2 separate regions of the Drosophila melanogaster genome follow, and region 1 is linked to region 2. Evidence: chromatin contacts called from public Hi-C data. All regions are on one chromosome and are shown on one strand. The core of a region is the stretch at or near the end of the contact, and the rest is flanking DNA. Distances in the headings are between cores, read along the strand shown.

Region 1 (4,583 bases), core at 930-3,429, 90 kb after region 2:
TGGACACACCATACAAGGAGGACGAAGACAGGGGCACAGGAGTCCGTAATTGAGGCAAACTGTGAAATACGAGTACATAAAGTCTCGGCAAAAGCAGGCCAAACAAATTAAAAAGGCGCAAGCAGCGGGGCAACATTGGGGTAGATCGGGATACAGGGATTGAAAGATAATTAAGTGAGTGCGCAAAAAAGATGAAGACCGCAACGGAGGTAGTCAAAGTATCTGATGTCCTTAAAAAAATTGTGCACAGTGATTGACTTCAATATTAAATGCCGTAAGGTACAATGTATTTATTACAATGTAATTATTCTGGGGGCTATATTGGTTAGGCGTATGTAGTAAATATATAAGATAGTGGAACTCTCGGCCCAGTTAATTCGATTCAACATTACTTCATTGAATTTCCCTCGTTAATCAGGTATTGATTAGGCCAATAAATAATGCAGGCAAGCAAAGCCAAATTGTTCTACAATACATTGAAGAGCAAACAATTCATGCTCCCAATACTAGCCCCACGATGGGGAAAACTAAGTAGACAGTGGGGATAAGAACGAGTTAAGTAAATTTCAATTAGTTAGTACCTCGCCATAAAAAGGGCTAAATAAGAGACTGCGAAGGAGGAAGAAGTTCACCCAAAAAAAAGGAAAAAACAACTCTTCCATATTCCTGAAAAGTTGGCTTCGGCTTAAAGTTGACAATTAAAAACTTTTCGGAGCTTTTCGTGTTTTGTTGTAGGTTCTTTTGTTGTTGTTTTGCCTTTGCTATAGGTTGTTGTTGCCTTCTCTTGTCTAAATTAGTTTTTTTATTGCCCTTACATACAGTAGTATCATTTTTTGACAAAAAATGGTTATTGAGTTTGCAAATATAATCTTAATTCAATTAAGTTCGAGATTTAATTCAAAATAAATCCAGAAATTCTTGTATTACAAATTTTTAATACTTATTTTAATATTATACATATTTAATATTTTCCGAACTTGAACGATATTCAAACCTAAAGTTTTTATATGATTAATTAACCGATTGAATATGATGACTGAAAAGTGTAGTAAAAACGGCAAGCGTGTAAAAAGTTCGTGTATCTGAAAGTTGGCAATTTTGATCTATTTTTGCCCAAATTGAGAGACAAAGTTTGGCAAAAGCAAAACTGTGCAAATTAGTTTAGTTTACTGGTGTTTTGTTGTTGCTCCAAAATGATTTACATTTTCTGGGTTCTCGAATCAAATTAGAGTTGTCTCCGGTTCTGCTTGGTCAAATAAAGAATGCCTCAACAAGTTGTTGGTGGTTTTTTATTTTTTATTTTTTGCAAAGAGTGGAGAGAGGGGTTTTTTTGGGGAGGGGAGAGGGGCAATGCTTAGGGACAGATTCTCCGATCAAATTAAAGTTACTTTTCACATACGACAAAAGCCAGTTTGCTACTCCGCTGGCGTTGACGTCGACTTCGGCAGCGAAAGCCGCGACATGTGGGCGGTAAAACACACACAGATACACACGCACACCACTGAACAACTCACCTCGGTCAAAACGCTGCGACTGCGCTGCTTTCGATTCTGCTACGGCGGTTCGAAACTGGTTTTCGTATGCTATAGCTATATGCTATATGCCATTTGCTTATATGTACATATAGTATTTCTGGCTTAGCTTCTCTTCTCGTCCCGTCGATATGTGCCTGTATATGTACTGCTTTGGTATTTCACCTCTTCTTCTTTTTATATTTCCAATATATATGTGTTTTTTATGGCGTTGCGAAACACTCGAGTAGGCTTGTGCAGTTGTTGTTGTTGTTGTTGATGTTGGCAGCCTGTGGGTTCTGTTGGCCCATATGAGACAAGCATTCAATTAAGCCCCACAATTGGCCAGCAAACAAAAGAAATCACACAAGTAAACACAATTCCTCACTGTTTCACCCATACGAGCACAGCTAACCTGTGAGCTTCACTTGTCGCGCGCGCGCTTTTCCTCAGCTTTTCCTCGACCGCGTGGGCGCAGATGTGGGCGTTGGGTTGGTCGGAGCGGCAGCGACGGCGGGACGATGGACGGGATAGAACGGACCGCCAAGCGGCTGGCTAGTGGTTTCAAAGTACGTTGCTAGTAGCGAGATTCTCCAGAGCGATTGATTTACCCAGACGACAAGCGCGCGACGACACATCCGCACAGCACAAAGTTTATAAACAAACTGAAAACTGTAGCCGAGCAGCGACGCCGAGCGCCAATGGCAGCAGCGTCGCGACAGAGGGAGGGCAGAGAAGCAGCCCCACAATGGCAGCCGGCTTCAAACGCGTTCGATGGTAGCCGGCAACTCCAACATGTTCGAAAGAAAACGAAGATTGGGGTGTTGGGGCTGAGCTGCAGTAGAAACAAATTGATATTACAAAACTGTTGTAATTGAACCTTTAATCAGGCCCAACTTTAAGGTAACTAGCGTTTAATACGACAATTTAAAGTGGTCGAAATGCATTAAATGCAAATATGCCTATGCATTTGCTAGTGAACTTAAATCACAAAAATGCTAACAAGATTGATATGCCTACTCATATGTCAGTTTTATGTCAGCTAATGAATAATAATATATACAATTATAGAATTTTAAAATTACTGAAAAATCTTCCTAAATAGTAACTATTTATACTGTATTATAGTCCACTTAGCAATAAGAAACAAGCTAAAAAAGCCACAGAACTTCTGAATCCACCCTCGCTTTGATTTTTGGTCTGCCAACCTGTTTGAGTTCGATGTGTTGCATTCGCAGTGGGCTCCAAAACTCCCCAGACGACAGAAGAGTATAAATAGCAGGTAAGGAGGATTTAAGAGCCACCGCGATTAAACCCATTTGATTTTGCGCCAAAAAACTACTAATTTTAGTAACAAATGCTAACCCTGCGCTTTTCATTTAAGCCAGGCTTTCATGCATTACATTTCATTTTCATTTTTCTTAGTCGCTGATTGTTTGTTGATGTCATGGAGCGGTTTTTCTAGATATATATGTATATGTACGTGTATATGTATTGTTTTTTTGCTGCTGCTGACGCTGCTTCTGTCACCAATGATGTTGTTTTTGTTGTTGTCGCTGCCGCCGCTGTCGTCGTTGCTAAGTCAATTTTAAGGTTTATTTGAATTTCATTTTTCCTAGTTTTTCTTTAGCGTTTTTTCGCTTCTTTACTTTGACAGCGGACGTTGTTGTTGATATTTTTAGTGTTTTATGTAAATTTTCCAAGGCGCTATTGAAGCCAGGTTTGTGCCCACTCCCAAGTACATACATACAAACATAGATATATGCATAGTTGCTAATGAGGTTGGCTTTATGCCCGTGGCTTTATGCCCGGCCATACTTATTGGTGGCGCAGGCTTTTTGCTCCTGCATCACTTTCCCTTCAAGCCTGTTGCTTGTGTGTGTTTGCTGCGAACTAATAACGAATTAATTTTGATTTGAATTATTCATGCTCGGCTCAACACACTCACAAATGGGAGTTTGGCAACACACAAACACACACATGCATGCACATTGACAAATAAATTAGCATTTCGAAAAGGGGATAAGCCGATTTAACACGAAATATGCAATTACCGCACTGGAAAATCCGTTTTGGATATCAAAATCAAATTCAAATCGAATTCCCCATTTTAACTGCCGTGATAAATACACGCCTACTGCTTGAAATAGAATAGAATAGACGTATGCAGACAATCTATTCTTAGTAACAATAACTGCATTATAAATAAATACTGAAATATATATGAAACTTAACATTCCACGTTGATGTCATCCTGTTTTGCCGGCAGTTAGCAGATATACTCCGGAATCTTCTGACGATCGGTTATCTGACTTAATTCGGATTTAACTAAGTCTCCTTTCCTTTCTTGCTATCTGCCTTTAGCAGGCAATCAGCAAAGACAACAGGCAGGTGAAAGGGGCAAGGTGAATGGAGAAAGTCTGAGACCCCCATTTCTCTCCTTTCAAACAGCTATCCTTTCGGTACCGTTAATGATGATGCCACACACGTGTTCCTGCCGCTCTGTGCGTATGTGTGTGTGAGGAAGATGCAGCTGAGCTCCAGTAGGATGCACTCATGCAGCTTGATTGGCCTCCTCCTCGTTTAACCAGCCAAGCTCCACCTTTCACCACCCCCAACCCCCCAGCCACCCTGCATTCCGCCCACTGAATGACAGTCAAAGCCGAAGAAGGAAAACAGGCGGTGCGGGAGGGTAAGCTGGGTGAGACGGAGAAAATAACTTCCTGTACTTTATGTTTTACTACTTTTTTTTGCCTCGATAAATAAATGGGTTAGTATTACCAAGGACACCTGATATACGGCAAAAATGAGGCAGGAGACTCATGCTAAATTGAAAAAGTAGGCATAGCAACTGAATAAATTGCTAGAGGAAATAAGGATGATAAAGTGGGGGGGCATGGTAAATAATACAATAAGGGTACCTTACGCAAGGTTGACTACGTCATAGAAGAGTAATTAAAATAACAACGCTCTTCTGAAAATATGAAAATGTGAACAGAATAGCGAACAACATATCAGTTAAAATGTACTAACTTCCAATGAAACGAGAAATGACCTAACTGCTGTCAAACT
Region 2 (4,952 bases), core at 1,982-4,481:
TTATGTATTCTATATATCGGGAATGGAAGCGACCGACCGCCAGACCGTCCAACCGGTCACACCCTTCCACTAAAACAAAAAAAGTTGCAAGTTGGCAGGAAGTCAGTGCAATTAAAAAGGCAAAGGCAGGCTCTCGTGGGTTGGGGGTTGTAACTCACACTCAAACACACACACACTCACTCACATACTCTCGCCCAACACACATACGTATATGCATTTAATTGTATTTCTATGTATGTGCTTAAGTAGCTGAAGAGAGCGGTGAAACCCACCCCTACAAAAAAACAAAGTGAAATGCAGCAAATTCAAAAGTTATTTGAGTTCATTGCATTTTCAAGCCACGCAAAACAACAACAGCCATAGCTTACACTCACACACACACAGGTTACACCCACTTGGGGGTGGGTGGTAATGACTCAAAACATAGAGCGGAATATTCGTATAAAAAGAGCGCAAAACAAAAACAACGACGAAAAAATCGTTAAATTCTGCTTTGATGACAGGGTATACTCGTACTCGTACTAAGTCGCTCCAACCCGCCAACCAACCCCCAAAAAATTGTAGTGCGGTTTACAAATTGCCTGAAGAAGATGTCTTTGCTAGCCAGAAAGCGAGAATTTCGTAGATGGGGGTGGAAAACCCGCTTACACTCACACATGTCTTTATGCGAATGTCAGTAAGTAGATCCAGATGGAAGCCACCTTTCGCTGGGAATTCAAGGAAAGTATTGTTCGAGTTTCAAGTGGGACTTTTTTTTTAGCTGAGTATTGGAAACGAAATTTTAACTAAGCTTCAGAGAATTGAAACTATTGAGAATTATTCATAGGATTGTCATAAGGTCCTACGATTTGTTTGAAGCAAAGTATGCTAAACAGAAGGTCAAATCAAACTTTATGTTGAGATCAATAAACCTCTTTGTTCGTGAACTCCAGAATATTATTGTAAAATAATACAGCTATAAGCAATTTGTATTAATTTCATTTAAATATTTTTGCTTACTCTACTTGCTTTTTCCTGCCGTCATGAATACTAAAATATGAACCAATTGGACAATCAAGAGGTGTTATTCACCGAAATTAGAGGTTGTATATTTTTTACGTTTTACTATTCTCATTTATGATGATCTTAATCATAAGTTATTGCAAGAAGTACCCGTTAGTTTTTGATGACTATCAGCAGCCCGTTTAGTTTATTTTTGAAAAAGAAGGCTATCCAGAAGTTGCCATTCCAACAAGAGTAGTGCCCTTTGCCCCAAAACAAGACCCTCTGTGTGTAGGGCATTAGGCGAGGCAGTAGCCGACCCCCTCTGCCACTGCCTCTGTCAACGACTCTGTCTCCCCACCACCACCGCCACTGTCGCTGCTCGAGTGAGAGTGTATACCCCCTGACGCTTTGACGCCGGCGTCGCTGCCCGCAGCGGGCGAAAATAAATCGATAAAAATAAAATAAATTTTTAGTGATTATGTTATACAGACACATGTGCCTGCATGTGCATTGCAGGCGATTGTCTGTCCGTATGTGTAGCCACATTGTAAATGTTGTATAGTATAGTGTAGTGGTGGGGCAGATGCACTTACCGTTGGGCACATTCTGATTAAAGTGATTGCCATTGGTCTGATATCGCTGCACATGGTTATCGGTGCCGGCCGCTGCCGCTGCGGCTGCTGCATTCGCGGCAGCCGCGGGGGGCGTGCCGAAGGCGCCCGGCGTCTGGGCGTCGAATTTAGCGGCAAATTGGTGGATGCCGGAGAAGGGGCCGCCGAACGCGGAGAAGTTCATCATGTCAGGATCGGGATGATCGGCGGGGTAATGGATAGTAGTTCTAGGGCCTCGAGGGGCCCTTTTGGTTTAAGCAAGACAATCTTTCGAATCGCTTTAGCACTAAAACTCGATCGGTCGCTAATATTACTTGCAATTCTATTTCTTTTCTTTTTTGTAATTATTTTCTGCACAACGCGAAACGATGACGAAGTGTTGTAGTGGGTGGTGGCGGTAATGGTAATGATGGTGGTGGTGCGCTGGTTGTGTGCCTTCTGTTGTTGTTTTCCTGTTCTCCGCCGTCGCTGGTGGGGGTTGGTTTTCTTTTCTTTGCCTCCTTTCCCCTGGTCGCACTCATACACTAGCACTCACACAGAGGCACATAGACACACGTACGCGCTTACGAGCGCACAGTTTTATGCTGTGCTTTGCTTTTTCGGGGGTAGAAAAGCAGAAAAGCGGGCCCAAACACAACACGTACACACACACACACACTAGCTCGCACACGCGGAGAACCACTTTCGGTTTCGATTTTGATTCTCGATTCCGCTGGATTCTGATTCCGATTCTGCTTCTGCTTCGCCTCAGCTCGAACTAAGCACGCACACACAACCGGCGGAACGGAGCGGAATCGCACTAAAGTCTCGCTTACGATTTCGCTTACGACCGGCTCGTCGAGGCTCCGACATCAAACTAAAAGTAACATTACAACGAGGCGAAAGAAAGCGGAAACACTGGGCCAGGCAAAGCGACGCGGACGCGGACGGCGGCAGCGCTGCGACGCAAATGACAGTGACAGTGCCCAGAGGCACGCTGGGTATATCGGTTGGGAGGTATTCGCACCCCTTTTCCTCGCTTATGGTTTAGATGGTTTTTAGTTTTTATATTTCGTTAGAGGGCTAATGGCACTCGTTTTCATCCAATCTCTCATGGTTACCTTTATCGGTAGTTTAGATGGGTATTTTACCTATAAGTTGATCGTTTAATTAGTTTTTCAAATTATTTAATACATATAATAAATAGAATGTTTTTAAATCAACCGATTGCTAATGATAATTTTACACCCCTTTTAGCGCTCCTCTTGTTAAATATATTTTTTTTAATTATTCCCAAGATCATGTTAAGCATTGGCAATGACCCCCCGCATTTACTGGGTAGCAACTATTCGTCTACCAACCAATTGCACGACTGCAGCATTCTTACATGTCTGTATTAGTTCGCTGTGTGTTTGTACGACTGTCTGTATGTTTGTGCGCTGTGTGCCGCTTTGAGGGTGGAAGTTTTTCTACTTCTCTGGAAAATGCGCGTTTATTTGAACGTTCCTTACATTTCGCTGCACCGAGTGTCGGGCATATGACACTGGTCCCAGGCCCCTGCTCCCGAAATTGGCTTGGTCACTTGGCCAGATTGCTGGGCAGAATATTCATGCGCGATCCGTGCAGGCGAAGTGCAATTTATGCTGGGACTGAAGCCGATACCGAGCTGATCCGAACCTCATAGCCAGACACGCAGTGAGACGAGCCACGAAATTCGCTGTAAGTTATCAGGATGAAAACCGGTTGGGAGCGAAGCATAAAAACTGGTTTCCAGCGAGAGATGAGCTACTTTTTGTGACCGCCGTCGAGGCAACAACAAATGTATTGACAACGTCGACCAGGATGACTTTTTGAATATCTGGATTTGGTTTAGGCACAGCAGAAAGGGCCATTAAGATTGCATTTATGTATTTTAATGGTAGGGAATAAATTTATTTGCATAACAAAATTCTGGATCTTGATCACTTTGGATGCCCTAAACTACTAAAACTACTATTGTAGTTCTTTGGAGGGTAAAAGGATAACCTGCTTTTAATATATTTCCTGATAATGGCTACCTTGTTGAAGAACATTTTTTAAAAATATTACATTATATCTGGGTTTGAATATAGCCTTTAGGACTCGAAACAATCATAATGAAATTTCTTATTAACTTGCAAAAAGGGTACTCATAGATCGACGTAGAGTGTCCACAAGAAAAACGCACATACAATGCGCCTTGTATTTTTATTTGGTTTTCCAACTTTTTGGGGTTGTGTGGTATGGCTGTGCACTTATACGTTTACATGTGAATATGTCAGTTTGTAGCGGCGTATGTACGATGTGTTTTCAAGTATCTATGTTTGGCTATATGCTTGTGTGCATGTATCTGGATCTGTTTGCCCACGGACATGTGTAGACGAAGGGAAAGGAGAGGCCGAGAGAGCAGAGCGTTCTCGAGCGCATTGCTCTCGTTGCATTCAATTCTGCCTCTGCTGTATGTTGTATTAATGAAAGTGAGTCCAGCGGCGAAAGAAAGCAGGCCGTGGAACTAAGACAAGTTCTTTTTTTGATTCCGCTTCTGCCTCTGTTCTCCTGCCTTCTTGCAAGTGTTTTCATGTTTTCCAAACCCACATCTAGGGGTTCGAGATCGGTAAAATAACTCCCCCTAGGAGTTTCGACCCATTTTCAATTAGTGATCCCTCTTCATTATGAATTTTGATGACAGATAAATACTTGTATGTACATACATATATATGTACATACATATATACCCCCATTTACATAAGCTTAATTAACGGAAATATTTCTATAACCTAGAGATATAATAATATGCGTATGACTTCTTTTTTTAATAAATTTAAGCAATCTCTATTTATAATATTAACATTATTAAGTAACAAAATAAATGCGCAGGAGACCGGCAAGTCGATTCGACTGCACCTTAATTTTTATGTGTTAATTCACATATACACGTGCACTTGCATAAGCGCCTGTGTGTGCATGTCTGTATGTCTTTTCTCATTCTTGTTTTTTCCTGTTGCAGTCTTGTCTTCTACTCGTTTAATACAGAGGGTTGGAGTTTTTTACGTTCTCTCACATTCTCCTTGTTTCGTCTCTCACTCACTTGCTCGTTCTCTCGTCTTCTCTCTTTCTGCCGCGCTTGAATCTTTGAATGCAATGCTTTGTTTAGCTTGATTTTCGAGCAATTGCAACTGTTACATGTGTTATCTAGAGTTTATATGCACATTTTCCAATTATTAATTACTGCCGATCGACGGAAGATACAAATATTCTGAGTATCGAATAATAGTTAGAAAACTCGATCACCGGCACTATCAAATATTTTGATACTCTCACACTCATGGGTACAGAATGTACCTGCAGATACTTCGATAT

The links. A called contact is a pair of places that touch in the nucleus more often than the background predicts.
Region 1: a contact with region 2 is called in a Hi-C map of the Kc167 cell line, with 1.8 times the contacts expected there. The contact joins the promoter of CG6959 here to the promoter of l(3)neo38 in region 2. A contact is called at or near these places in 15 of 107 Hi-C or Micro-C datasets (the Kc167 cell line, the ML-DmBG3-c2 cell line, the S2 cell line and 5 more) and 1 of 6 datasets of contacts at active chromatin or transcription factors (the Kc167 cell line).

The regions. Positions count from the first base shown.
Region 1 is chr3R:11,867,281-11,871,863 of dm6, forward strand. CG6959 reads right to left here and starts at 2,180. Exons shown (of 3, transcript NM_141865.4): 1 at 1,515-2,180.
Region 2 is chr3R:11,775,897-11,780,848 of dm6, forward strand. It overlaps l(3)neo38 (lethal (3) neo38), which reads right to left and starts at 3,232. Exons shown (of 6, transcript NM_001043243.3): 1 at 3,086-3,232; 2 at 1,578-2,725. The coding sequence starts at 1,782. It overlaps lncRNA:CR45595 (long non-coding RNA:CR45595), which reads left to right and starts at 4,745. Exons shown (of 1, transcript NR_125145.1): 1 at 4,745-4,952.